Linked DNA regions of Mus musculus: regions 1, 3, 4, 5, 6 and 7 are each linked to region 2. Evidence: chromatin contacts called from public HiChIP or PLAC-seq and promoter capture Hi-C data. All regions are on one chromosome and are shown on one strand. Each heading gives the region's core, a stretch centred on a gene start, on an enhancer-like site or on the middle of the called end of the contact. The rest is flanking DNA. Distances are from core to core; before and after follow the strand shown.

Evidence for each region. Promoter capture Hi-C pulls out the DNA fragments that hold promoters and counts their contacts. HiChIP or PLAC-seq counts read pairs in DNA pulled down with a chosen protein or histone mark. Capture Hi-C pulls out chosen DNA fragments and counts their contacts.
Region 1: a promoter capture Hi-C map of pre-B cells shows a contact between it and region 2, with 5 times the contacts expected there. The contact joins the promoter of Sccpdh here to the promoter of Capn2 in region 2.
Region 3: a promoter capture Hi-C map of embryonic stem cells shows a contact between it and region 2, with 38 times the contacts expected there. The contact joins the promoter of Mtarc1 here to the promoter of Capn2 in region 2. A contact is called at or near these places in 3 of 39 promoter capture datasets (the 3T3-L1 cell line, embryonic stem cells and liver).
Region 4: a contact with region 2 is called in a promoter capture Hi-C map of hippocampal neurons, with 4 times the contacts expected there. The contact joins the promoter of Bpnt1 here to the promoter of Capn2 in region 2. A contact is called at or near these places in 3 of 39 promoter capture datasets (hippocampal neurons, liver and pre-B cells) and 1 of 9 other capture datasets (adipose tissue).
Region 5: an H3K27ac HiChIP or PLAC-seq map of embryonic stem cells shows a contact between it and region 2, with 14 times the contacts expected there. The contact joins the promoter of Hlx here to the promoter of Capn2 in region 2. A contact is called at or near these places in 2 of 484 Hi-C or Micro-C datasets (both in embryonic stem cells), 1 of 115 datasets of contacts at active chromatin or transcription factors (embryonic stem cells) and 1 of 9 other capture datasets (liver).
Region 6: a promoter capture Hi-C map of liver shows a contact between it and region 2, with 2.4 times the contacts expected there. The contact joins the promoter of Mtarc2 here to the promoter of Capn2 in region 2. A contact is called at or near these places in 3 of 39 promoter capture datasets (embryonic stem cells, liver and pre-B cells), 1 of 484 Hi-C or Micro-C datasets (B cells) and 2 of 115 datasets of contacts at active chromatin or transcription factors (astrocytes and extraembryonic endoderm stem cells).
Region 7: a promoter capture Hi-C map of liver shows a contact between it and region 2, with 2.9 times the contacts expected there. The contact joins the promoter of Cnst here to the promoter of Capn2 in region 2. A contact is called at or near these places in 1 of 39 promoter capture datasets (pre-B cells) and 1 of 9 other capture datasets (liver).

The regions. Positions count from the first base shown.
Region 1 is chr1:179,666,762-179,670,695 of GRCm38.p6, forward strand. Sccpdh (saccharopine dehydrogenase (putative)) reads left to right here and starts at 1,470. Exons shown (of 12, transcript NM_178653.3): 1 at 1,470-1,784; 2 at 3,822-3,934. The coding sequence starts at 1,595.
Region 2 is chr1:182,515,773-182,519,641 of GRCm38.p6, forward strand. Capn2 (calpain 2) reads right to left here and starts at 1,838. Exons shown (of 21, transcript NM_009794.4): 1 at 1,346-1,838. The coding sequence starts at 1,582.
Region 3 is chr1:184,808,882-184,812,761 of GRCm38.p6, forward strand. It overlaps Mtarc1 (mitochondrial amidoxime reducing component 1), which reads right to left and starts at 2,419. Exons shown (of 7, transcript NM_001290273.1): 1 at 1,965-2,419. The coding sequence starts at 2,248.
Region 4 is chr1:185,329,894-185,333,705 of GRCm38.p6, forward strand. Bpnt1 (3'(2'), 5'-bisphosphate nucleotidase 1) reads left to right here and starts at 2,266. Exons shown (of 9, transcript NM_011794.3): 1 at 2,266-2,370.
Region 5 is chr1:184,731,221-184,734,960 of GRCm38.p6, forward strand. It overlaps Hlx (H2.0-like homeobox), which reads right to left and starts at 1,273. Exons shown (of 4, transcript NM_008250.2): 1 at 339-1,273. The coding sequence starts at 921.
Region 6 is chr1:184,844,584-184,848,468 of GRCm38.p6, forward strand. Mtarc2 (mitochondrial amidoxime reducing component 2) reads right to left here and starts at 1,325. Exons shown (of 8, transcript NM_133684.4): 1 at 963-1,325. The coding sequence starts at 1,234. It overlaps Gm34451 (a long non-coding RNA gene), which reads left to right and starts at 1,264. Exons shown (of 2, transcript XR_865818.3): 1 at 1,264-1,654.
Region 7 is chr1:179,544,536-179,548,284 of GRCm38.p6, forward strand. It overlaps Cnst (consortin, connexin sorting protein), which reads left to right and starts at 1,994. Exons shown (of 11, transcript NM_146105.3): 1 at 1,994-2,081. Tfb2m (transcription factor B2, mitochondrial) reads right to left here and starts at 1,741. Exons shown (of 8, transcript NM_008249.5): 1 at 1,287-1,741; 2 at 363-451. The coding sequence starts at 1,596.

The DNA.
Region 1 (3,934 bases), core at 220-2,719, 2.8 Mb before region 2:
ATTTTCTTTTTGTTTGGTTTTGTGTGTGTGTGTTTTGCCTGTGTGTACTTCTGTGCATCATGTAAGTACCCGGTACCAGAGGAAGCCAGAAGAGAGTACCAGATCCCCTGGAACTGGAGTTACAGAAGGCTGTAAGTTGCCTTGTGGGTGCTAGGAATCGAACCTGAGTTCTCTGGAAGAGCATCTAGTGTGCTTAACTGTGGAGCCATCTCTTCATTCCCCAAGAATTTCTTGATCGTGAGAGAAAACCAACTAGAGCATTAAAAACAAAACAAAACAAAACAACAACAACAAAAAACAGCAGGGGAAGCTGGTCCAGTGCTCAGGAGGCAGAGGCTGGTGGATCTGAGCTGGAGGCTGGCCTAGTCTACCAAGAGAGTCCCAGGACAGCCACCAGAGTTAACAAAGAGAAACACTGTCTCAAAAAAACAAAAGAAAAGGAGTGGGGTGGGAAGTGGGGTGGAAGGCTTGTAATTCAAAGACTCAGGAGACTGACACTGGAGGACCCAGATTCTGAGGCCACAGAGAAGCTGTCTGGAAACAAAAGCAACAACAAAACTTTAAGCAAGCTTAAGACAAAGGAAAACAAACAAACAAACAACGCTCAACAATAATCAGCAATTTGGGCAGCCCTGAAAACCAGAGCTGGGTCTAAGAAATCCAGAACGGAATTCAAGTCAAGTGATATTTACAGAAAAAAAAAAAAAAAATCACTAAGGCAAATGAGAGGCTTCATGGGATAGTGGTCATCTAAATACCCTGGCCTAGCTGCTGTACCCACCCCCATGGACATTCTGCTTTCTACAATAAGTCTCAACGAACACGATTAGGTTTGGTCTGTAGCAGCTCCGAGAATAGCTCAGTAGGCACAAGTGCTTACTGCTGATCCTGACATTTGATCCCTAGACTAGTTGTCCCCTGGCTCCTGTGGCACGGGCGTGTGCACAGACAAGACATACAGACGCATAAACAAACTTAAAAATAATTTAAAAAATTTTTTTAAAGGAAGCCTAGCCCAAAGCAATGGTCTCTGACACCATCAGAAAGGCTGGATGACAGACAGTCAGTCCAATGCTCTCAGCTCGGGTCACCAGCGTTCCTTATTGCTAATAAGCTTCTCCTCCGCCACCGACTTCCAAGCTCCAGTTCTCGGCGTGGGCGACCCCCCGGCCGTCTCTTTTCGCAATCCCCCCAGAGAAGCGGGAAGAACCGGCCCGCCCTGGTTCTGCTTCAGGGGAACCAAGAGGACGCGATGATTCGGGTGGCCAGATTGATGCGGGTAGCCGGGCGGCGGGCAGCAATGGGCCGTCGGCCGCTCCTGTCAGCCACCGAAGCGGACGTGCAGCCCGAGCCGGATGTGGCGGCGCGGCACCGGCCGGTGGCCCGGGATGCGGCGCAGCAGCTTGGTCGCGAGGAGGCGTGGGCGTGGCTGTGGGCGTGGCCCGCGCGTGGGCCGAAGGGAGCCGGGCGCTGTAGCCGCGCCGACGGCGGCCAGGACAGCGGCGGTTGCTGCGCCCGGTACTGGGGTCCCGGCCTGAGGCGCAGGCGCGGTGGACTCAGCCCGCCCCGGGCTGCAGCTCGCTGTGGACTCGTCATGGCGACGGAGCAGAGGCCTTTCCACCTGGTGGTGTTCGGCGCCTCTGGCTTCACCGGCCAGTTCGTGACGGAGGAGGTGGCCCGGGAGCAGATAGCCTCGGAGCAGAGCTCCCGCCTGCCCTGGGCCGTGGCGGGTCGCTCCAAGGAGAAGCTGCAGCAAGTGCTGGAGAAGGCTGCCCAGAAACTGGGTAACACGGCGGGGTCGCCGGGGTGGGCAGGGCCGGGCCGGGCTGGGCGCAGGTCGCCGAGGGGCGTCTCCCTAGCGTGCGCCTGCATCGAGCCCTGCGGGAGGACCGGACGCCTCGCCTGGCCGAGCCGGGCCGGGCCTTGTTCCGCTCCTAAATTAAAGGAAAAAAAGAAGAAAAGGCTTTTCTCTCCCTCCCAATTTGGGGATCTCCACTGTCGAGAGAGAGTTCAGAACTTCAGTGGCTCCTCTGTCCATCTCTGTTGTTCTGATGGGTTTGAAGGGTTCTTGTACTTGTGGGAAAGGGAAATAAGACACGGATTTCTTGGAGGTCCATTGTAGTTTGTCTCTTGGGGACAATTAAGAAAGCTGAGTTGTACTAGCAATATTATAGTGCACCTATTTTTGTGGCTTGGTGATACGGATTTAGCTCAGCACTTCTGAACGTGGTAAGCATATACACCGTGCTTCTGAGTTACCCCGCTAGCTGCTTGCTTTTTTGTGTGTGTGTGTTTTTCTGGTTTTCAGTTTGTGTTTTTGCTTGTCGAAATCCGCCTGCAGTTCTCACTTTAATTGCTTGAGGCAGTGTGGGCTGACCTGGACATACTGATGCCCTTGCCTCTTCGCACCCCCACCCTCCACTCCAGTCGTCTTATTCTTAATAAAAATGTGGGAATTTTTTTTTTCTTTTTAAGTTTTGGATGTTTACTTATTCTTTCAGCTTCTAGTCAACATGTTGATTGAGTAGTATTTTCCATGCTAGGCCTTGTCCTAAGTGTTGTGATGCACACATGGGAGTGAGGAGGGACACGTGGGTGCTCTTGCGTGTACACACACACACACACACACACACCCAACCTTTTTGCTTTGGGGAAGCACCCGACTTAGAACCCCATAGCCTTGGAGTTTGGCAACTAAATCTCCACCCAGGACAAGTCATACTTGTTCTTCATTCTTTCTATTCAGTTTTATGGTTCCACACTGAGCCTTGTCAGGGCAAGGGAACACAGCCTTTTGTTTTGTGCTGCCATTGCTAACACACAGAACCTTGACAGAGAAGTTTTGGACATTTATTGTTTTCTGGAAAACAGGCCATTATTAAAATACATTGTTCCTTTTATTTTCCCTCAGTGAGAGTATAGCAGTGGTTCTCAGAGACCTGTGGATTGCAGACCCCTTGAAGGTCGAATGACTGTTTCATAGGGGTTGTCTAAGATCATCGGAAAACACAGATGCTTAGATTATGATTGACAACAGTAACAAAATTACAGCTATACATTAGTAACGAAAATAATTTTTATGGTTGGGGTCACTACAACATGAGGAACTGGATTAAAGGGTCACAGCACTAGGAAGGCAGAGAACCACTGCTGTATAATTATAACCTAATTCCTTACCATCTACATTGCCCAAATTAGGCAGCTTTGCAGAGAGTGCCTTAATCAGTGGAGACTTGCATGGCTCTATTGGGTCAATTAGTTCCAGTTATTTCCTTATAAGCTTGGATGATTTTATATAGGCTGGACTACTTAAAAATGAAATCACGGGTCTGGCGAGGTGTCCCAGCAGTTAGAACATGTACTGCTCTTGCTGAGGATCCCAGCAGCTGCATTGGGTGACTGACAGCCCCATGGAACTCCAGCTTGAGGGAATATCTGCTACCTCTGGTCTCCTTGGGCACCTGCACTGACGTGCGTATGTGCACACACACAATTTAGTAAAATAATTCTTTAAAACTACTAAAAAGTGCATTGGCCTCCAAGTCCTCTTTAATTCTCATGGTGCCGAGTGCTGACGGCCTCGGCCTCCTCTCTATAATTGGGTCAGATATAGTTGTTTAGGAGCTGTTTTTGTAATAGAGACATCTTGATGGAAAGGAAGTCAGAACAGGCATCTACTCAGCATATTAACAGATTATAAAGGTTTCATGGTTGAAAGTCTTCAGTGTAAGGTTGCCATCACTGACCACTATAGGCAGGTGATCTAGGAGGTCTCACGTTGACTTGGACTTGAATGACGTGATTCTGTTTTTTAACGTTAGGAAGACCATCACTATCATCTGAAGTTGGAGTCATAATCTGTGATATCAGTAATCCAGCCTCACTTGATGAAATGGCTAAACAGGCAAAGCTTGTCCTCAACTGCGTAGGACCG
Region 2 (3,869 bases), core at 588-3,087:
AGTCTTCCTTGCCACTTATCTTCAAATTTGAGTCAAGTTCTCATGTGGTCCAAGCTGGCCTCAAATGAACTCACTGTATAGCCAAGGCCAGCCTCCATCTTCTTCTGTTGTTATTAGTATTTATTTTGTGTGTGTGCACATTCGTGCCTGTGAGATTCTGCACGTGTGCGCCACAGTGTGCATATGAAGGTCAGAGAAAAATTTTGGGGGAGTTGGTTCTCTTTTTCCAGGTGGGTTCTGCAACAGAACTAAGGTCATTAGAAATGACCACCAAAGCCCTTACTCAATGAGCCATCTTTGTGGCCCCAGGCTTTGAATCTCTCATCCTCCCATCTCCACCTCCTGAGTCCTGGAATGGCAGGCATATATTAGCATGCACCTGATTTTATATGGTGCTTGGGATAGAACCCAGGGCTTCATGCATGCTAAGTAAAGACTACCAACTGAGCTATACCCCCGCTAGTCTCTGGTACTTTCAGACTAGACTCAGTAACAAAAGCAGCCTGGGGGAACCAAGAGGATAGAAGCAGGGTATGAATGTCCATTGTCCTAACAGGAATCTAGAAGTTTAGACTTCCTCTCAGTTCCTGGGAAAAGTCAAGTGAGGGTCCCATGGGCATCCACTGGCGATTGAAACCACAAGGGAACGGGAAGGGCTTAAGGGCAGAGACTCTGAGGGTTAGGACAGGAGTATCTAGGAGTTGAGCAGAGGTTTCCGGGTGAGGACTCTAGGTCAGCAAAATAATGAGTAACAGAATCATTGGAGCCCATCGATTCTTTAAGCTACCCTTCAGTTCTTTAAGTTAAAGAGTCCTCTAACTGCACTTTGAGAGCCAGACAAAACCCACGCTGGATAAATACATGTACTTGCATTTACAAGTGCCACATGTACTTGTGACCACCTTTGTCAGCCAGAGCCAGGCTGTGCCCACCCCTTGCCCCCACCCACCCAGCAGTCCCGAGTCTTCTATCCTACTCTGATATCCCCACCCCCACCCCTACTGCCGAGCAGTGTCTCCACCCTCACTCAGATCACCACTAGAGTCCAGTAAAAGTTTCACCCCAGCGGCCCTGTGTCCCTGCGGCTTTGTGAAGCCGAAGGCAGCCTCCAGGGCGTGTCCACTAATGGGATTTGGGGTCCTGTCCTGCGAAGCGCTCTGCGCGCAGCTTGGGGCAGGTCCACTGGCTGGGCCTCAGTCTGCATAGGGAGTCCCCTTAGCAGCAATCGCGGAGCACTACTAAGCAGGGACTACCGAGCCGGGGAGCCAGGGACTTGCAGCCTCCCGGAACCCCGAGTGCCCTTCCAGGCCCTGCCGGCCCTGCCTGTTCCCCTCGCGCTTCCTACCGTGGGCCGCTTCCATTCGATGCCCCGAGTTTTGCTGGAGTAGGGCCCCAACTCCTTATAGCCCAAGGATGACGGCAGGGCGGGGAAGGAAGGATCCTGGAAGAGCGCCCCGGCCTCCAGGCACTCGTTCCGCAGCGTCTCGTAGTCCTGGTTGAGGTACTTGATGGCTCTCTCATGCGACCCCAGCCCCTCGGCCGCTTCGCGGTCCTTGGCCAGCTTTATCGCGATGCCCGCCATGGTAGCGATCCGGTTGGCGCACTGCACGGAGAAAGGGGTCGCGGAGAGGCGGGGCACGGCACTCGGCTGGGGCGCGGCCGGGCCCGGGGCGCTGCAGCGGACTGCGGGAGCCGCTGCTGCGGGGATGATTCACCGGCGGGAAGCGCCTGGGCCGTGCGCGGGGTGTGGCCTCCGCCTCCCCAGGCCTGCTCGGCGCCGGGCTCCGGACGCGGCTCGCCGGCGACCTGCACAGTGCCAGCCCGACCGTGAGGACTACGGGGCCGATGCTGCCACCTTCGGACGGCTCTCGGGATGGCGCGGCCCGGTGGGGAGGGCGAGCGGGGGGTGTTGGGGGGACGACAATCGCAAGTTGGGGAGCGAAGTTGTCAAACCCCAGCCATTGGGGAGTAAGGCTGGGCGAAACTCAGCAATGACTGTCCAGAAAACATCGGATGAGTCAGGAGCGGATGAGGGAGGGAGCGCGGCGACTAAGCCAGTTGCCACTCATTGGGCTCAGGATCGAAAGAGAGCTCTGCAGGCTCTGGGCACACATGTTACCTACCACCCCCAAATTTGTGAGAAATGGCTACTGGTGTGTCCATCTTACAGATGAGAAACTGAGCTCCAAAGAAGTTCAAAGATGTAACCCCTACAAATTAAAGCAAGACAGGAATTTTAGGGTCCCAGGGCCTCTGCAGTTACTTATTTGTGCATAAGTAGGGCTGTACAATTTGACAAAAACAAAAAACAAAAAAACAAAAAAACAAAACAAAACAATCCATGCTTGTTAAATCTAAATTTCAAGAAAAGGGGCTGGGGGATTGTGTGGTTTTAGCATACGTAGCCCTCAAATATCACCCGAGGCAAACCTGTGTTAGAATAATAATGTGATGCTTATCTAAAACTCAGATTTACCTGGGATGATTTATTGAGTTGCTGCTGGGACACCATTTAGAACAGAGCCCCTGTTGGTGGCCTGTACCACCGCTCTGTCCAATGAAAGTTTTCGCTGCCACTCACACACACAGAACTGGGCGGGCTTGTGCTATGAATGGTTTAAAGCACGGGTTCTCAACTGGAAGCAACCCGCACGCACCAATGTGACCCTAAAGGTTTTTGACCCTAACTGCAGACTTTCCTCATATTGTCACAACTGGGACAAAGGAGGCTCCTGGCCTCTACTGGGTGGAAGCCAGGTGCTACTAAAGGATGGTCGGGCGGAGGGCATCCCTCTACAGAGAGAACAGGAAGAAAAGTGCAGTCTGAAAGATCTCTGTGCCAGGCTGAGAAACCCTGGTTTGAACCTCATCTTGGTTCAGCATTGATGGTTTCTGAGATAGTTTGTAACTCTGTCAGTTGCAGGAAATTGTAGCAACTTGAAATATCAGTGATATGCAAATGACTGTTCCTGGAAGAATCAAAGTGTCTGTCTCCCTGTGGCAAAGCCAGGGCTTGTCTGTTGATACTGCTACCTCACTATTCTCTCCTGGGCATGGCAGGTGTCTGGGATCTTCCCCCACTTCCCTTTTGAATCCTGAGCCCAGAAAAAATCAGGGTGGGGCCAAAGGAAATCAGATGGTGGGAAAAAATGAACAGCTTCCGGAAAAGAGCCATGAAGCTTAGAAACCACCATGCTGCAAACAAATGCTGGCTGTCGAGCATGGTAGCCCATGTCTTTAAATCCCAACACTTAACATGAAGTGCCTGACGGGCCGCGCCCAGAAGGTTCTACCCAGCAGTAAGCTGGATACATACATGCTAAGGGGAGGCAGGGATGGGGGCAGATCTCCATGAATTCCAGGCCAGCCTGGTCTGCACGGAGTGTTCCAGGCTAGCTAGGGCTATACAACAAGACCCTGTCTAAAAAAACAAAAGTACAAACAAACAAAACATGAGGTGTCTGGTTACTCCATCTGTATTTGTCAAATAAAATCTTTTAAAATGTGTTCATTTGTATCAATATGAAGCCATAATTTTAGCTTTAAGAAAGATTCATTCCTATTTAGCCTCGTTTCTGTATTCTTGTCTTTAACCGGGTGTCTACTGTTGCCCAAGGCTGACTCACTGCTTCACTTGCTCAAACTTCACTTGGGATTCTTTCTTTCCTTAATGGTTCCCCAGATCTGCTTCCCCCAGGATGGCCCACACACAAATGAAACAGAGGGCTTCCAGCCCACTGTCACCAGCTTCTGGGAAGGGGCCAACGATAGCCAGAACATTCCTCTACTTGGCTCGTCATTTCCCAGTGTTTCTCTTCCAGATTCTCCCTGACTCTGCTTGTCCCTCCTCTGCCACAGAAAAAAAAAAC
Region 3 (3,880 bases), core at 1,169-3,668, 2.3 Mb after region 2:
TGCGCCCAGTAAGCAGCAACTCACTGCACCCGCCACCCCCTCCAGCCCCAGAACCTCCTCTCCTACTTCCGTTTATGAATTTGGAGTCAAGGAGTTGGAGCTGAAATCCTGTACAACTAGTCCCTCTGTCCTGCTCAGTTAAATTAGCGTTGTGTTTTCGTTGTCCGTCTGTGTTATTACAGGCACCACAACTGCACTCCTTGCCGAGGCTGGGTGATATTCCAGTGTCTGTATAAACCACATTTTATTTAATTTCCTCACCCCCTGATGGACACTTGGGTCATCTCCCCTTCTTACTCGCCGCTGTGCACAGTCAAGTTTCAGTGTTCCCCGTCCCCTGTTTTCAACTCCTCCTGGTAAACACGTTAGAACATGTTTAAGCCTGGTGTCTTTTCCCATCTATCTAGAATGGTTTTCTAATTTACTTGCCTGGAAAGGGCCTGGCTGTTTTCTAGTTTTCAGTGCAAGCAATTGACTTTTTTTTTCTTCTAATTTTTCCCTGAGTACCCCCTAGGCAGCCTCCCGGACCCTTCCTCTCTCTTCTCTGTCACTTGTCACTGTCCCCCTCATTGTATGTTTGGCTGTTTGCATTTGTTGTTATTTATTTGTTTATTGCTTATGTTCCCTGAGAGCTTGTGACGAAAGTGAAGAATTTGACACCACAGCTGTGGTGCAATTCAGAACATGTTTTCTGAATCAATACGGTAATAAAATGGCAATGCCCTTTGCCTCTGAGGCTGACAGAATCGATCTATAGACAAGAAGCTAGTGTATGTGGGATCCCACTGCTCAAAACAGGGAATAGTTAGGGTTCCTGACTGCCTGGAGCAGAGGTGAGCAGCTGACCTTTGAACTTTGTCCAGAACTGCTGTGTCTCAGTGAAAGGACCATTGGTGTATTTTCTAGTGAAGGAGAGTCAGCCTCTAATGATCTTTGGTTCTTGAGATATGAAGAATTGCAAAACACAGGTGATGGGGAGAGGGGGGGGGTTGGGGCGGGCGGAGAGCAGTCTCACATTACAAGGTCCACACTGAACCGAGGAACCCACTCATCTGTAACTGCCCATCAACCTTATGTAAAAGCCACCCGTAAATCAGCTATGAGACAAGAAGGGCTTTGGAGCAAAAATCTCCATTTCTTCTTCCTGAACCAGTCGGTCAGCATGTCCACTGGACCGGCCTGATCTGAGGCGAATGGCTTGTGTTAGCTTTAGAGAGCTGAGACGGGGAGGTCGCAGCCTCTGTTAGCCTGTGTCCTCTGCTGAAGGAGAGGCCTGAGGATCCTGATACGCAGCCTTCCAGTGATGCCCAGAGCTGGTGGGAGACCAGACCTGAAGAGAGCAGAGCTGCTGAACCTTCGCTGAAGTCCCGGCGACAGGGGTCACTCCTCAGCTGGACTCTTAGTCGCTGTTTACAAATCCCAGGTTGCCCCCCCCCCCACCCAGTGCAGAACCTTTATCTGACAAGAGCCTTGGGGAAATAACACTCACAGCTTATTTTCTTAAGCTGTCATGCATGCTCAACTACTGCACTAACAGGGATGAGCCGTGCCTAGGATCCAGGATCTATTGTCTTAGTTTTTCTAAATTTAAGACTATCACTGAGAGTAAAGTAACCAAGGACCAGTCCCTTCAGGGTCCCTGGGTGGAGGGAGATTGAAGTTTCTTCTTGCGGATTGGCCGGCGTGAGAAATGCCTCGTCTAACACCACAAGATTTGAAATAGCCACGAGAGGATGGATAGAGAGATGTCCAACTCCAGGAAGCGTGAAACCCGGGAACTTCAGAGTTCCAGGTCCCCCGAGTTGGCTGGCGGAGGGTGAAGTTCATTTTTTCCGTTTCTCACCACCCCTTTCCCAGCCTCCGGTCTCTAGTCTGAGTAAGAAGGGACCGGCGAGCGGACCCCGCTGACCTCCCCACACCCACACAGCCTAGGTCAGCGTGGTGATGCTCGGTGCTCAGCGTACCTGTCGCGCAGGTGGCCATAGCGCAGCCCCATGGCAGTGCACTCTGCCTCGCTCACCGACAACCCCTTGCAGGACTTGATTGGGTAGATCCAGAGCTGTGCCACCGTTCCCACTTGCTGTAGCCGCCGGCGTCGCCGGGGACGCGCACGACGCCAGGCCACTGTCCCCAGGGCCACCGCGGCCAGTCCCAGCGCGGCGACGCCGAGCCAGGTGGACCGCGGCTGGCCCGGGACCCGAAACGCGGAGAAGCCGAAGAGGGTCAGCGCCCAGGACCCCGCACCCATGACTGGAGAGGGCGGGATGAGCGCTTGATACACCTCCGGCGCCGACTGGACCAAGAGCTACTGTGGCCAGCGGCCTGGGCCTGAGCCCAAAGGTCAGCAGCTCCTGACCCTTCCCCTCCAATCCAAATTGTGCATCTTCATTCGGCCTGGGCGGGAGGTGGTGGCTCAGCTGTGGAATCTCACCGCCTGCCCCTACTTTCCGCTGCCTTCCCCCCCTTCGGTCCCTCCCTCCCTCCCTCCCCTTCCCTCCCTCGCTGACCCTCTCCCAGGATCAATCAGTGCAGAGCAGCTTATTTACATGTTTGCAGAGTTGTTTATTTGACCTAAAACACACAACGTTTGCAGAACGTGGCGTGATTTTGAAATTAGAAACCAGGCTGCGGGCAGCCGCCCCTCTGGGGTCTGTGGGGAGCAGTTTGGCAGCAGCCAGGGTGCTTCCAACCAGCTGGGATATGAAGGGAAAAGATCTGACCAGCCTTGAGGATCTACAGGGCCAATCCTGGGCTGCAGCTATTCGTAGACACCCGCCCCCCGCACCCCCCACCCACACGCCCCTCTTTTCCCTGCGTCCTAATGTGGACTTGCACTGCCAGGTATCTCTTCCGAAGGCTACCGCATCTTGAACAACAAAGACAAGACCATCAAGGTACCTTGGGCGCCTTAGGCACCTGTTTGGTGTGTCAAGCTGCTAAAATGTCATATTTATTCAAGACTGTTCTAACCAGAGCATTTTCTCTACTAAGTTAAGGCAGAGAGACTGGACTTTGTACTGAAACAAGGGCTGGGGATTTTACAGCCAAGGGGCAGTGCGGGGATGAACCTGGCTGCAGGAATAAAGATTTCTCTGAAGAGAAGCTTGTGCCCTTCCCTCTAGCCAACAGACTCTTGAAACAGTGGACCAAGAAACTGGGACTCCCCCGACTTCACCCCATCCCAAGTCTCAAGGTGAGAGAAGGAGATGGCTGGGAGCCATCAATCAATCGGAGGGAGAGCCTGCCTCCCAGAGGGAGATTCCACAGAGTTCTGACAAAGCCTCAGACCGCCTGAAACACGGGAGGGTCTGATGGGTAGGATCACACTTTGACCAGAATAGTTCTGCTGATGGGCAGCATCCTAAAGCAGAGGGGGCAGTCCCCAAAACTCGATGTTCACGTGGAAATGCAAGAATGAGGTATCATGGAGGCCAGCCGAGGCCAGGCAATGTGCTGCCGGCTGAGTTGGACGCCCTGTAGAGGTGCCCTGTAGAGAGGCCACTGTGTGGAGAGTGGGAGAAGCAAGCAGAACGCTAGCACACACTGGCCTCAGCTAGCTGGGCGACTCACTTCCCTGGGTTTGGGCATGAAATGTCACCCTCTAGCTTGCATGTCCCCCCGGCTGGTGGCGCTATCTGGGGAGGCTGAAGTAAATGATGAGGTGTAGCCTAGCTGGGGAGGAAGGAAGTCTCCTGAGGGCTGGCCCCTTCCTGACCATCTGCTTCCTTCCCTTGGCTTGTCAGGTAAAATTGACTCAGGATACAGCTTCATATCCCACATTTACCTCACAGCCTGCTGGAAGCCAAGGGCCCAGGACCCAGCGAAGGAGAAGACGGAAGGAGCAACAGCTGTCCCCCATGGATGATATGTCTTTTGACAT
Region 4 (3,812 bases), core at 1,016-3,515, 2.8 Mb after region 2:
AGCATGAAGTTTGGTAGCAAGTATCGAGAGAGTGGAAACGTGGACTGCCAGAGGTAGTATACAGCCTGTTTTGCCTTCTCATTTCCGTGTGTGTGTGTGTGCATATTTGCATGTGTGGGCATGCATCTATGTGTGCATGTGGAAGTCCTAGGTTGATGGTGGGAATCATCTTCCATGCCTCTTTCACCTCATTCAAGGAGTTAGGGTCTCTCAGAAACAAAGAGCTGGCCCATATGGTTAGTCTTTCTAAGCAGCTGGCTCGGGGGATGCGGGCCTTCCCCCGCACCTGGAATTATACACGGTGTTTAAGCGTTTTTGTGAATTCTCCTGTTTGTACCACCATCTCCCCTGCTCTGTAGTAAATGACAGCATTTACAATACCGTTCTCTGAACTGTAGTTTCCCATTTGAGAACCTGACTGACAGCTGTCATCTCACAGCAGCATGAAGAAAACATTACCACCAAACTCTCCAGAACAACTAGCTGTATTCAATCAACTAGGCTGTTTTCTGGGAAACCCTATGAGAAGATATGTAGCTGGTCTGAGCTACTTTGTGGATTCTTTTCCCATGCTTTATTCTCCCAGTTTCATCCTCTACCTCTAGATAGGAGAAGAACAATGATAGAGGAGAGAAAAAGAGATACAGACCCCAATCTTATTTTCTCTGTGAGCACAACTATGCCACCCTGTCTCCACTCTTTAGCATTTATATACCATCTGAAAAGTTGATTTCAAATATCATACAATCACAGAAATTATCCACAGGTAGCAAAACCACGCCTCTGCTAGGGCAAGAGGCAAATCAGAGTCAGCAGCCGCTGTCATAGTTGGATGGTCTGAAGCAGCCCCATATCCCCGCATCTGGGATTCAAGCAAAAACATTTGTTTGTCTGTTTTTTTAAAAACAAACAAAAACAAAAAAAACAAAACTCCAGAATTCTCCCTACAAAGATACTGTGAGCTCATGAAAGAGGCATACTTCCCAGAGTGCCGGTGGACTCTGCATCTCAGTGGCTAAGCTAAATCCATGAGAGAGAATGTATCTGTCCGTATTTATGGCAATTGTTACGCCGTTACAATGTAACTACAAAAACTAATGTATGGACTGTTAAGTTTTTTGTTTTGTTTTGTTTTGTTTTGTTTTGTTTTTTGATTTATTTATGTGTATGAGTCTTTGCCTGGGTGTATTTATGTGCACCATTTGTGTGTCTGGTACCAGAGGAGGTCAGAAGAGGTTGTGGAGCACCATGGAACTAGAGGTTTGGATAGTTGTGAGCCTGTGCTGGGAACCAAACCCCAGTGCTCTGGAAGAACGTGTGCTCCAAACTGCCTGCTGAGCCATCCCACCAGCATCCAGTGTACGGCTTTAGAGGGTGTGTGTTGTAGACATTTTTACCACACCTGAAAGGTATGTCTAAATACAGAGTAAATGAAATAAACTAAAGAAGTCTTTCCCAGGGCTGGAGAGGTGGCTCAGCTGTTAAGAGCACTGACTCCTCTTCCAGAGATCCTGAGTTCAATTCCCAGCGACCACATGGTGGTTCACAACCATCTGTAATGGAATCAGATGCCCTCTTCTGGTCTGTCTGAAGATAGCTGCAGTGTACTCATATACATAAAATAAATAAATTAAAAAAAAAAAGTCTTTCCCAATCCTAGCGATATGTAAGTGGTGTGTGTGGACATTTCTCGCTGGGCTGGTGAGAATAGGAGTGTGTAGTACAGGAAAAGCTGAGGTAGGACTGCCAAGAATTCGAGGCCTGCCTGAATGATACCGTGTGTGTGTTTATATGAATGTATATGAATATATGCATGTATATGAACAAATATATATTAACAAATATATATGAACAAATAAGTTATGGTTTGCCTCTATTAACTAAGGTTTGAGAGTCGCAGAAAACACATAAAAACAAAATCTTTTTATTATTATCCTCATAAAATAACGGCATGAGAAATTTTTTAAGGGAAAAAAAAAAAGTGTTGCTTTTATCAAAAGAATCCCACAAAGGCAACTCACTAAAAACCAAAGGCAAGCCAGCGTGGTGGCACCTGTGCAGTCGCAGCTAAGTTAGGGGAGAAAACAAGCAAAAACTGTGGCGGTGACGCCAAGATGCCAGAAACCAGCACCCAGGAACGGCCTGGGAACTCAGGCTCTGACGACAAGTAGCGAAAACCTGCGCAGAACGCTCAGAAACGGGTTCCCCCGACAGCCGGGAGCGCGCGGGGACCTGTGTGCGCCTGCGCCGACCTCGCGCACGCGCAGCCGCTGTCCTTCTCACAGCATTGGACCAGTGGACTTGGAGGCAGCCGGTTCCCGGACAGCGAGCCACCAGGCCGGACAGCGCTTAGGGGACACCAGGCTGAGTGTAAGTTTCTCCCGCTGCAACGCAGAGGCTCAGGCGGCCCTGGTTTCTTGTTGTTCAGGTAACTGCCCACCCCTGGCACAGATTAGAGGAGTGCCAGGGGTTGTAATCCCAAACACTACACTGCTACACTGCTCGTCGTTCAGACGCTTCTAGAAGCTTGAGTGGCCACATGTGGTTGTCTATCTGGACCTTCTCTTTCATAGTGGAATAAACTACAGAGTTAAACTTGACTTTCGCATCCGTATTTAGAAACTTCAGAATAGCAAAGATCCTTTCAGTCGTCATTTCTTTGCATCAGTAGGCTGCTGTGATTTATTTAACCAGGAATAGAAGAGCTGCGTCGAACCCATGTATACATTTTGTTTTTGTTGGAGGGCTCCAGTAGGGACACGTTTCCTCGATCCCTGCAGACTGGGCAAACGATTTCGTGTGGCAACCTTAATCACTTCTCAGGCTGGAGGTTTGCATTTCGTTTAAATTCAGTAGACTGAGCATTTCGTGTATTTAGTGATAAGCACCTTTCTCTTTCTGGAAATGGCTTGTCAACTGTTCTTGCCCCAAACAAAACAGCCCAGTTGTTACTGGGGATACAGGACTTTCCTCTCCTGTTATATGGTATGAACTGGCTTTGCTTGTGGCATTTTGGACATGTAGAAGTTTTAATTTCTGTGTAAATGTGTTAATACACTTAGTTTTATGTTTTAATGGCCCTTTTCAAGTTTATAAAGCCATTCCTATACTTCTTGTAGTTTCTACCTTAATTTAAATCTACTAGACTGAGAGAGAAAACTGTTAGACTGGCTTCAAATCCAAGGTACATGTGCTTCCAGCCAGGACTTCCTGGAACATTAAACAACAACAACAAAACCCAGCATTGGCTGTGTGTGTGTGTGTGTGTGTGTGTGTGTGTGTGTGTACAGGTGCCACAGGTGTTTGGGTGGAGGATGGAGGGCTGCTTGCAGGAGTCAGTTCTCTCCTTTCACTGTATTTGAATTCAAGTTCTCAGGCTTAGCGGCAAGCACCTTTACCAGCGGAACCATTTTACCTGGAACGTATTTTAATAAGAATGTAAGAAAGATCCAACTGTTTTTGAAGCTCTACCAGTTGCTATTTGTGTGCGAGTGGCTTTCCTCCTTTTCCTTTCTTTTCTTTTTCCTCTCTCCTTTTTTCTTTTGAGACAGGATCTTGCGGTGTAGCCCACCTCAAATCCAGGATCTTCCTGTGTCTCGTCCCAAGGGCTAGGCAGTGTCATACATTCATCTGCTTCTTTCTTGGATTTAAAATACCACCCTTAGTAGTATGTTTGGATTCATTTCTGGAATTTTACTGAGAGATATTGTTAAGTTGGTAGTGTTTGCCTAGCATGCATGAGGTCCAGGGTTGTTCTATCTCCATATATGTATGTATATACATATACACACACACATATATATATTCGGCAT
Region 5 (3,740 bases), core at 23-2,522, 2.2 Mb after region 2:
CAAATAAATGCAAAGTGTCCCCACGCTGAGATTTCCTTGTCAGAAAGATCTAGGTCGTTCTGCAGATATTTCATTCAAAAGATGGATAATACACACTTTTGCAAAACTTTGCAGCAACCAGAGTATGGTCATCCGTTTCTATGCTGTTTAAGCAACACGAAGATATGTTTTTAAACATGGGATAGCTGACTTTTACATGTCACTAAGTTTTCCTTCATTTCGTTTTCTTCGCCCTCATTCTACCGTTCTGTCCTTAAAAATAAACGCACCCCAAATCCTCCTGACATCAGGCCCCTCATGGGTGGTGGTGAGGCCTGAGGCCTTCCAGCGATACGTACCTCTCAGAGTGTTGCCTTCCTTAACTTTTGGGTCAAATTCCGCAGACAAAATTCGATCGATACCAAATTTGAGGTCTTTGCTGGAGGGGGCAGGGGCGGAGCCGCTATGGTGGGGGACCACCCGCGTCCCCGAAGTCGGTGGCTGCAGGGAGACCGCCCGGGGTGGAGGCGGGGGCTGCTGCTGCGGTTGCTGTTGCTGCGTTGGTGATTGCTGCGGGAGATGCTGGTGGAAGGCGGCAGAGAGCGGAGACAGCCGCTGAGGGAAGCCAGCCGGGACTTCTGAGGGCGCCACCACCGGGGTGGGACGGAGCGGGGATCTGGCGGCAGCTTGGAAGGAGGCGTGCGGGTGCACGGAGCCCAAGTGTGCGGTGAGGGCTGCCGAGGCCCCCACCAGTCCCTCTGCAGCGGGCCCCGGCTCCCCGACGCCGGCGTGCAGGATGTCCGCGATGCAGAAAGAGGGTTTCTTGACAGCGGCTGGGTCCAGGGCGAAGGAGCAGCCGCCCGGGCCCGCCGAGGAGCAGTAGGCGGCTGACCAGAGACTAAAGTTGGAAGCATAGAAGGGAGCCAGGCCGGCTGCGAACATCCTGGCAGGATCCCGGCGGGGTCCTGGGTGAGTGGGGAAGTGGGTGGGCGCTCGGGCAGAGGCGGTGTCCCAGCCGAGCCCGAGCTGCTTTCGGTTCTTCGCCCGCCCTGAAGCGGAGGGCCAACCGGGGAGCCCTAGCGCCACCGAGGGACGAGGCGAGGGCCCGATCGCCGCCCGCCACGGCCTGGGCCCCTGGCTTGGCTTGAAAGGCGGCGCGGCGGGCGCGCTCCCCGCCGGGTGGATGGAGGCGATCGCCAGGCGCTGGGGCGACAAGGCGAGCGCGGCCTCGCTCTGCTACTCCGCAGAAGCCGGGGAGACAGGGACCCGACACCGAAAGAAAAACCCAAACAGCTAAGCCCTAAGAGCTAAATTTAAAACAACAATAATGATCCGTTAGTTTAAAAAAAAAAAAAAAAAAAAAAAAGGAAAAAAATTAAAAAAAAAAAAAAAACTCCTCTCTAAAAACTCCCAAAGTTTTGGCAGGAGCTTTCGAGTCAGACCCCGGGTAGGACCTTGATCCGTGCGCTCATTGGACGTCTTCGTGACCAATGGGACTCCGGAGTGGAGGGGAATTGGGAAAGAGGGGGGCGTGGCCGAGCTCGGCCACGCCCTGGCCACGCCAAAGTGTTTTCTGCGGCAGCGTGGGCTAAGCTGAGTACTGAGCGTCTCTGGGAGCCGCTTGGGGGTCGAGACTCCTCGGGCCTCTGGCTCTCCTCTGTCCCCTGCAGCTCGGGGACCCGCCAGCGGCAGAGCCTCGGAGCCGGTCTCCGGAATTTTCCTGGAGCTGCGGAGGAGGGGGATCACTGAGGCTCCCGTACTCTGCTGTAGTACACCCCCAACCTCCACCCCAGCAGACCACGCTGGCGGTCCGCAGGCTGTCCCTTCCGTATTCCGCTCTCATGCGACTTTCCTTCTCTCTGCTTTTACCCAGGTGCTTTTATCACAAGTCCTAGGTAAAGGCCCCATCCTCTCAGCGCCCCTACAGCCCAGAATCCCGACCCAAGTCTACTGTAATCCGCTGGTTTCTCAGCTCACCAGAGCTGCTCCAAGAAGCCAGGAGGAGGGCAGACCACAAATTAGTTTTATTCGGAGCTGTCATTCCAGTGACAACTTGAAAGAGTGACTTTTCAAACAAAAATAAGATAGATGGCTCCAAACGTCTCCCTTAGAAACAGCCAAACTTTTACCCTGAGCCTCGGAACCAACAAGGAGTGCAGCCCCAGAAGAGCGGCACGCGTGTCCCCTCTCTGCACCTTGTAGGAAGTGCTACCCTCCGCGGCCACCACATCCCCTGGTCACGTGAGGTCCTATGTTTTGCAAGTGCCAGGGAGCGGTTGCCTTTGAGATTAAATACCTACTTTTAATTCGGCTGCAGTTTTTCCAGGATCCGCTTTGGCCTGTTGGAGGGAGGCACTGTCCGAGCCTCCACAGCCAGCGCCTTCCATTCTTGCTAGGGTCTTTAGAACTCAGCCTAGGTGCACTGGGAATTTTCTGTCGCATCAACATCTCTATTTTAAGAATTCGTTCTCTTTTAAATTATAGTCAGAGTGGATTTCCCCGCCCCTCTCCCAAACAGACCACAGGCCACCTAGATGAACGGTTGTTGCACATTTCAGGAAGAAAATAAAATAATGACAATAACGAAACCACCAAATCTTTTGTTTTCGATTGTCCAAGTAAGTGTCTCCGGAATGATATTCCAAGGCAGGCTTATTTCCCCTCAGCAATAAGATACCAAAAACTGGAAGCCGTGAGGGAACTGCCAGGCTACTATCAGCTCAGGATTGGCGTGAGCTCTTGGATTAATGTCTAACAGCTTCGTGTCCTTGGTCGCCGGTATTGTCATCATTAGCGGACGCCTTTTTCCTCGAAAGCAATCGATGGCTAATCAATCACAGGCTATGATGTCCCAGTATCAGGGACAGGGGTACTAACTATATCAAGGAATGGAGGGGTATAGACAGTTGAGGGCAATGGTGCCTGGGACGAGAGGGGCCGGAAATCCTGTCTAGCAGGGAGCAGAGGGTGGACTTGTGACAAGTACAGAGGCCACCGGAGGTGAGTTTTGGGCTAAAGTTCTGGTGATGCGGTGAGAGACCTGTTCATTAACTTCACTGGGTATTAGAGAAAGCAAGTCACTACTAGCCTAGGGAGAGAGTATCTAGGCTGCCTGTCTCTGTTGCCGGTCTTTTCTAACAGCCTTGTAATTCAGTTGCGATTCCAGTTTAACCTCAAGACGTCCAGACAGCGAAGCGGTCTATAGCCAAGTCCCAGCTCAAAATGACGCTTCGCCCAGAGGCCTGCATCTTCTCCTCCTCCCCTAGAAATAAGGCTCCCCGCCCCTTTCCCCTCTTTGCTCTGTTTGAGTCGGCTGAACCGGAGTTGTGTGTGTAGAACAGGAGTGCTCTTGGGTGTCTGGCTGCGCCCACAGCCCAAACGCATCTGCGGCATTAGAAACCAGGAGTGCCCCGCAGATCAAAGGCTAGGCTGCAAGGACTGCCTCCTCCGCAGCTCAGCTGTAACTGCATCATATCTGAGCGATCCTCCGTTTTCCCAAGCCTGAGGCACCTTTGCAGCCGTCGCAGCCCAGCGCAGCCTTGTCACCCGAGGCCTAATCGGAGCTCCCGGTGCAAAAGAAAGGGAAGGAGAGGAGAGGAGAGGAGAGGAGAGGAGAGGAGAGGAGAGGAGAGGAGAGGAGAGGAGAGGAGAGGAGAGGAGAGGAGAGGAGAGGAGAGGAGAGGAGAGGAGAGGAAAAGAAAAGAAAAGAAAAGAAAAGAAAAGAAAAGAAAAGAAAAGAAAAGAGGGGAAGGACTTTGGGT
Region 6 (3,885 bases), core at 75-2,574, 2.3 Mb after region 2:
TACCAACGGAGCTATATCCCCAGGCCCTCAGTAAATGATAATTTAAACCCAAACCTCCCAGCATTGCAAACATAGGCCGCCAATGAGGAATGGAAAATCCATGAGCGGAATTCCTGATCTATAAATTTATTCTGTAGCAGAACTAAACTCTTTTTTTTTATTCTAACCTCCTTTATTATTATTTCATACCCGTTTGTGACTAGCTCTCTATCGCCATCTACCACAACCCCTCCCTCGCCCCACCCCCGGCAAACCGTGTAATTCTGCTCCTTACTCGTTCAAGTGGTCACCAGAACTAGAGGGAAGGCCCGATGTTCTTGAAAACGCTCAGCCAATGGCATTTTATATTTCTAGTGTCCTACAGTTAGGAGAGCTGTACGGACAGCTGACAGGGGAGTCTCCCCCCCCCCCCCCACCCCCCAGGGTTCCAGGAATGCTCCAACTCAGTTTTCCAAAACTACTTTAGCCAGAAGCACGGGCTTCGCAGCTAAAGGATCAAAGCTCGACAGCCCAGAGAATTCAGGCAACAAGCCTCAGTTCTGTGAAGCCGAAAGGGGTGGGGGCCGAAATCCAGGCGCTCTGTTTCGCTTTAGAGTAAATTTGCATGTGGTAAAACTAAAATTCTCCTCCCGGAAGGTCTCCCCACAGACATATTTGGGCTTGCAAACTTAGATTTCAACTTGAACACGCTCGTCAATGTGCACCGTGCTGTAACTGCTGTCATCTCTTTCCCATATGTGTGTTTCCCAGAAGCAACAAACCCTTACTTTCTAGGTTTGGGGAGAACACAGCTTGCAGTACGGAACTCCTCTCTCGACTTGCTCCAGGCTCAGGCTCACAAAGTTTGCACTCACCGAGGGGCGCCTGGTTCCAGGTCTCACACTTCCGAGCAAGGATAGGCAAGGCCCCACCTCCCTCGCCCCGGCCCATTCGCGCCCGGTGCAGTGCGGGGCTCGGCGTACCTGTCGCGCACTTTGCCACAGCGCAGCCCCATGTCCGTGCACTCGGTCTCACACACCGACACCCCCTTGCAGGACTTGATCGGGTAGATCCAAACCTTCGACACCGTGCCCACCTGCTGCAGCTGCCGGCGCCGCCGGGGACGCGTGCGACGCCAAGCTACGGTCCCCAGCGCCACCGCAGCCAGCCCCAGCGCGGCGACGCCGAGCCAGGTGGACCGCGGCTGCCCAGGGAGGCCGAGGCGAGCCAGAGCCGTAGAGCTGGAGGAACCCATGTTACACTATCCCGGGCAGGCCTGGGCTACTGGGCCGCGGTGTCGAGGCGGGGCTTAAGGCTCCGGGAGTGTGGGAGGAGCCAGGGTTGGCGCAGCCGCACTGCCTGTCAAACTTATGCTGCTCACGTCCAGATCAGTGTCGGCGGAGCCTGGCCCACGCCCATCGCGGGTGACAGCGTGGGGTGGTCACTTTCATTTTACTTTGTCTCTGTCCGCCTTTAAAGTGATCCCTCCCCCCATGACTCTTCAACCTGCTACACTCATTAACCCTTTTGCTTCTAAAAGGAGCACACTCAATTGTGCAAGAAGCTGCTGCACTGAAATGAAGCAGAATGGAGGAATGTTTCCTGGGGACAACTTTGGGATAGGTCTCCCGAAGATCGCGCAACTCTCTGGAACGCTCGGCTTCCATCTCTGCAGGTAGAGACAAAACTACTGGCGCGGCTTCTGGCAGCGTGACCTGAGGTTACAGGTACACCAGCCAATTAAGACAGCGCAAGGAAGGGAAAGGCTGCCAGAGCTTACCACTTGCTGAGGTCCGAATAGAGGACTCTGGTCGACTTTTCTCAGACAACGATCTAAACGGAATCCAAATGTCAGGCTTTGGCTAAGAGATAGCCCCAAGTTCAAGATCACGGTGGGCTATTGATGGCCAGGACCTGTCTCAGAAGCATCAATGATTAACTCATCAGTTGAAAGCCGCTCAACCCATAAAGGTCCTGGCTGCCAACACTGACATCTCGAATTCAGTCCCTGGGAGCCATGTGATAGAAGGGAGGGAACCATTTCTTGAACAAACAGAGAGAGTGGGAGGGAGAAGGAGAGGGGGACTGGGAAGGGGAGGGGAAGACTGAGACAAGAGACACGAGAGAGGAGAGGGTGGGAGGTGTACATGGAGAGACAGAAAGAGGAGACAGGGGGAGAATAAACGCTAAATAAATAAATGGCGAAATGACTCAGTGGTTAAGAGCACCCAGATGGACTCCCAGTACTTACATAGCAGATCGTATCTGTCTGCAATTCCAGTGCCAAGAGACCCCCACTCTCTCTGCCCCCTGCAGACCCCCACTCTCTCTGCCCCCTGCAGACCCCCACTCTCTCTGCCCCCCGCAGATAGCTGGAACACAGGTGGTACTCAGGCATACATGCGGGCAAAAACATCCACATACTTAAAATAAAAATAAAAATTTTAAAATAGCCAAGGGCTTAGAATGTTGAATTCTGCTGCGTGGACAGTCACCAGAGACGACAGACTTCTGCATGGGAGGAAAGACAGGACAGAGCCCCAACCTCTGTAACTGGCAGAGCAAGTGTGTTTGCTTCTGATAGGTGACACAGACTGAGAGAGCCTACCCATGTAGCACGTGTTCCCCCCCCCCTTCTCTGCCCCTTCACTTTCCCTCTGAAAAGCTCAATGCCTACTAGATCTGAGCTCATCCCCACTACAGACACACACTCTGTCAATAGTTACTTGATGGATAAAACCCAGGCTTCACAGTTTAACTGATGTCTGCCATTATTTTGTAAAAATTTCATTCAAGCAGACTACTGGGATAAGAACAGACTTTCTTACATAGGATGGGAGTTGGTTTATTTTTCAAAGGATGGTTCTTTGCATCAAGACATAATCTGTCCAAGGCCTCTTGAGGAGGCCAATCTGTTGTCCCCTCCAAAGTAGGACTAAGCCACCTGCTGGAGAAGAGGTTTTTTTTTTAAGAAAAACATTTGCTTAAACCAGTGTGTGTGCACATGTGTGTGTGCACATGTGTGTGTGTGTGTAGCCACATTTCCACTTACATCTTCATGCATTAGCATCTCATAAGCATCTTAAATCTCTTCCCAGGAGTATGTGTTATATAGTATTATAATGACCTATATATGGGTTACCTACAAATTCTAGAGCACTGGTTCTCAACCGTCCTAATGCTGAGACCCTTAAATGCAGTTCCTCGTGTTGTGGTGACCCCCAGCCATAAAATTATTTCATTGCTACTCATAACTATAATTTTGCTACTGTCAGGAACCACAATGTCAATATCTAATAAGCAGGTGTCTGAAGTGTGGCCCTAATGAAAGGGTCATTTGACTCACAGGTCGGGAACCACTTCTCTAGAGCATGACATTAGTGGGCATAGCGGAGTGGGGGTCGCTCCAGCTGCTCCCTGCCACTTTGCTCTTTTTGTTCCTGATTCTGTAAGGTTTCCAGGCCTCACTCTCTGCTCTGCTCTCCAACATCTTATGTCCCATGCCTGGACAAGCTTCTGTCAGAACTCCATGCCTGTAAAGTCCTGTTGTGGATAGCCCTGGGGCTAGTTATATTTGATGTTAATTCTGTTCTTTTGTGGGTGGTTGTGAACAAAAAATGAGTCAGCACTCAGGAGATTTCCTGTACACCTGCTTCCCATCTTAATTTGTAAAATAAAGGAGAGCTGATGATTGGGCAGATAAAAGGGAAGGCAGAGCAAAAGGTAGAGGGAGAAGGAGAAAATGGAAGAGGGAGAGGATGCAGAAGAGGAGGAAGAAGAAAAGCAGAGCAGAAGCACCTGGCCTGGAGAAACCGCAAGTTCTAAGGGTTCTCTTATATGTGGAAGATGGTAGTGTAGCGGTAGATCTGCCAATCTAGGAGCACAGCATGTATTCATATTAACTGA
Region 7 (3,749 bases), core at 744-3,243, 3.0 Mb before region 2:
GTTCTCACACAGAAAGCTTACAGTAATTCTCAGGCCTATCATTTCTTTTGCAGTGAGGTGGTCCTAGCTTCTGTGTCTATCCTGAGAATAGGAGTTCTGCTCTCTAGGGCTTGATTTGAAGAACAGGAGGGCAGAAACACTTTCTTCCTGAAGCTACACCTGAGGGCTTCCAACTGTCCTTTATTCCAAAATACTCACTTATTATTAATGAGTCATGCTTTGAGGTTATCATTTTCGGGGCCCCAGTAGGAACTAGAAAAGAGATTTCAGAACTCCCAAGCTTTCAGAAACTCAACAAGCATGGAACACTCAACAGGTCCTAGTCTTTATAGATATATTACTTTAGGAACATAAAAATATACCTCCAAATGTGGAATAAAAGTCTTTTCACTTTCAAAGGCAACCACTCTGGCACCAGCTTTAAGTAATGCCCCAGTCAGGATTCCAGGACCTGGTATATTAACAGAAAAACTTTATTTGCAAAATAAACAACATACTGTCTGATTCTGTCTCTCCATTTCTATCTGTCTGTCTGTCTGTCTGTCTGTCTCTCTCTCTCTCTCTCTCTCTGTGTGTGTGTGTGTGTGTCTTTCTCTTCCTCTATTTTTAAGACAGGATCTCACTGTGTAGCTCTGGCTGTCCTGGAATTCACTCTGTAGACCTCGATGGCCTCCAACTCACAGATCAGTCTGCCTCTTGCTGGGATTAAAGGTGTGTGCCATTGCATCCGGCCACAGTCACTTTCAAAGTCGACTTTACACAAGCTTCAACGACACAATGTTTCCAGATAACATTCTTTTTGCATATAGAAAACTATGATTAGGCAGTTACCTTGAACCCACAACATCTCAACAGGTAAGCTGTACAGCCTTCTGTCTGTCAGTGACAGCAACACTTACTGTCCTAACAAATGTCACTATTTCCTAGAAGAAAAACAAGTATATAAGATAGTATGTAAGATTGCGACTACCTCTTACTCACGGACTATTTGAATGTTTAGCCATAAAAATTACTGTCAAGTCTAAACGAAATGACTGTCAGTAAGAAGTGATGCTTAAGAAAGAAAAAAATACAATTCAGGGTCAATGAGAACGCTCAGAGGGCAATGGCGGTTGGCGTAAAGCCTGAACACTTCGTTTCAATCATTGAGATCACAAGTGTAGGGCGAGAACTGACTCTCGCTAAGTCGTCTTCTGACCTAAACACGCGCGCATACACAATAAACAAACACTAATTTAGGATATTGGGCACGTAAACGCTAAGGGCAAAGCTTCTGTTCAACTCACCTGGATTGCACTCTAGTATAATTTGACGGGATGGGTTTTGGTGCTCCAGCAGGTCCCGTACCAGGTTCCTGGCCGCTTTCTTACATGCTATGTGACGCGTAGGCTCCGATCGATTCCTGGATGTCCACGGGGACGACTCCTCCAAATCAGAATCAGGCAACGGCTCTATATTGAAGTCAGAGAAGCCGCGGCGGTTCCTCGTTTGCCAGTCCTTCCGCGTCGCCGCTCCGGACCCTAGAATGCAAGATGGGCCGCGGGCCAACGCTGACAGCGCGATCCGCGGGGGAAGCCGCATCGCCGGTCCCCTCATCCTCCTCTAAAGTCCACCTCAAACACCAGTTAAGGTAGCCTCTGCGAAGAACGCAGAGCACCCCATCACACGTGCACACATTTCACCACCACACTAGGCCGGGCGGAAGTAAACATTACGAATGGCGCATGCGAACGACCTAGCCTCAGTCCTTTGCTCACTCGCTTCCGCTTCCGCCTAGGCTCCGCCCCCAGGCTCCTGTGCGTGGACTCTCCGGGTGTGTCCGTGCTGGAACTCTATGGTCGCCCGCCCTCCGCACTTCCTCTCTAGCCGCGGTCTCGCACTCTATGCTCCTCGGTCCGGCCGCCAGCCGGGAGGGTTGCGCAGAGGGAGGCGGGGCGGGAAGGCTAGAGGTGTCCGATCCTCCAGTGCCGCGGGAGACCCGAGCCGGCGGTGTGACAGCTCGTCGGCCGCCATGTCAGCGCGCGGGGCTGGAAACAGACCCGGCGCCCGGCGGTAGCCCTTGCATTGCCTCGGATGCCCAGGTAAGACCAGCAGCCCGGCTGCAGGGGATCAGCCGGCTGGCGGCGACCGCCGAGCTGTGGGGAGTCGCTGGCTCCTCCCCGGGCGCTGTCCTCCCCGGAGTTGCAGCGGGTCCCTCTCGCATCCGCCCCCTCTCGGATCTCCTGTTTTCCCCGCTTTTCTGCGGGTACGCGGTTGTCGCGCGTCGCGCCAATTTCTCCGCGCGCGCTCCCCTCCCCGGGGACCCGGCAGCTTCTACTCCGCGTCGGTGTCTCTGTTCGGTGGCCCGTCGCCTGTGCCAGCTTCCCTGCGGGTAGCTTTTATTTGCCCCCATATACCTTCTTTCCCCTCCACAGCTACCTCTTTGGTTGTCAGGAACCGCCGAGTGCCTCCCTTCTTTCCCTCCCTGTGGGCCAAGATTTACCTTTTCTTTTTAATATGCATGTTTGCAAGACTGAAATTTCAGGCTGAAAAATTTTAATATTTGAAAGCTTAAAATTCCTTCCCATGTTTAAAAGGATTAAAGCCTTAGGAAGCTTCCTTATTCTCTGTGTAAACTTAGTTAAGCACATTGTACCGTAGAATGCAATTTAAAAGGCCGATTGCAAAGACTAAAAATAGGATACTCTAATGGGAATTTTGGCAGTGTTAGAAGATCCTTTTCTTTGAGAGTGATTTCGGTGTTTGGGGATCGTACTCAAAGCTTTGCCCATTATCCCTTCCATCAAGGCTGGAAGCTGCGGCCAATCAACTTCTTAGTTTAAAATATGTACAATCCTTTCTGCTTACTCTGCTGGCAGCATAATTGAGCTTGGCATATAAATGCACAAGGAAAGAGTTTCTCAGGAATGTGTCACCTGCCAAGTAGCCTCAAGATTGCCCTTAGCTAATGAAACTCTAGGGCGGAAAGAATTGACACCTGAAGATGGCCTTTTTTGCATGGTAAGTTAGTACACTGCAGAAGCTATTAACTGTTGTTCACTGATCTTGATTTTGTTAAGTTTTTGTTTTGTTTTTTAACATCCTTTCTTTATTGAAATTATTCTTCCCAGGCATGGTGGTAAAAGTCTGTGCTCCTGGCATTCAGGAGGCTGATTACCCACCAGTTGGAGGCCAGCCTGGGATGCATAGAGTTCAGGGCTAGTTTAGGATATAGTGAAACCATGTCTCAGGAAAAGAAAAAAAGCAAAGGTGACCCCCCCCCATTGGCATTTTGATAAACTCAGAAGGATTCTAGACTTGCACCCCTCCCCAGAGCTATATTTTAACAATTGAATATGGCAGAATGATTTTTATAATTTTTATTAATTAAATAATTAATTAACTTTACCTCACGATCCTTGCCTCCCCTGCCTCCTCTCCTCCCAGTCCCTCCCTCAGAATGATTTTTAAAAAATATCAGAGCAATAACAAAATTTACTTACCCAGTATATTCTTGAGTTTTTCATTTTTAAAATAAGCCTCTTAAGGCAAGGGGATTGTAGCTCAGTGGTAGACCACTTCGCACGTATAAGGCCCTGAATTCCAGACCTAGCACCATTTTTAAAAATTTCACAATGCCTGTGGACCACAGCCTACTCAGTCCAAGGAAACTTGGGGCAGGGTTTATTTTCCTTTTGAGTGGTTGGCGTTAGGAAAGTTATATTTATCATTGTCCTTCTTTGTTAGGGGTCAAAGCCTGGGCTTTGCAC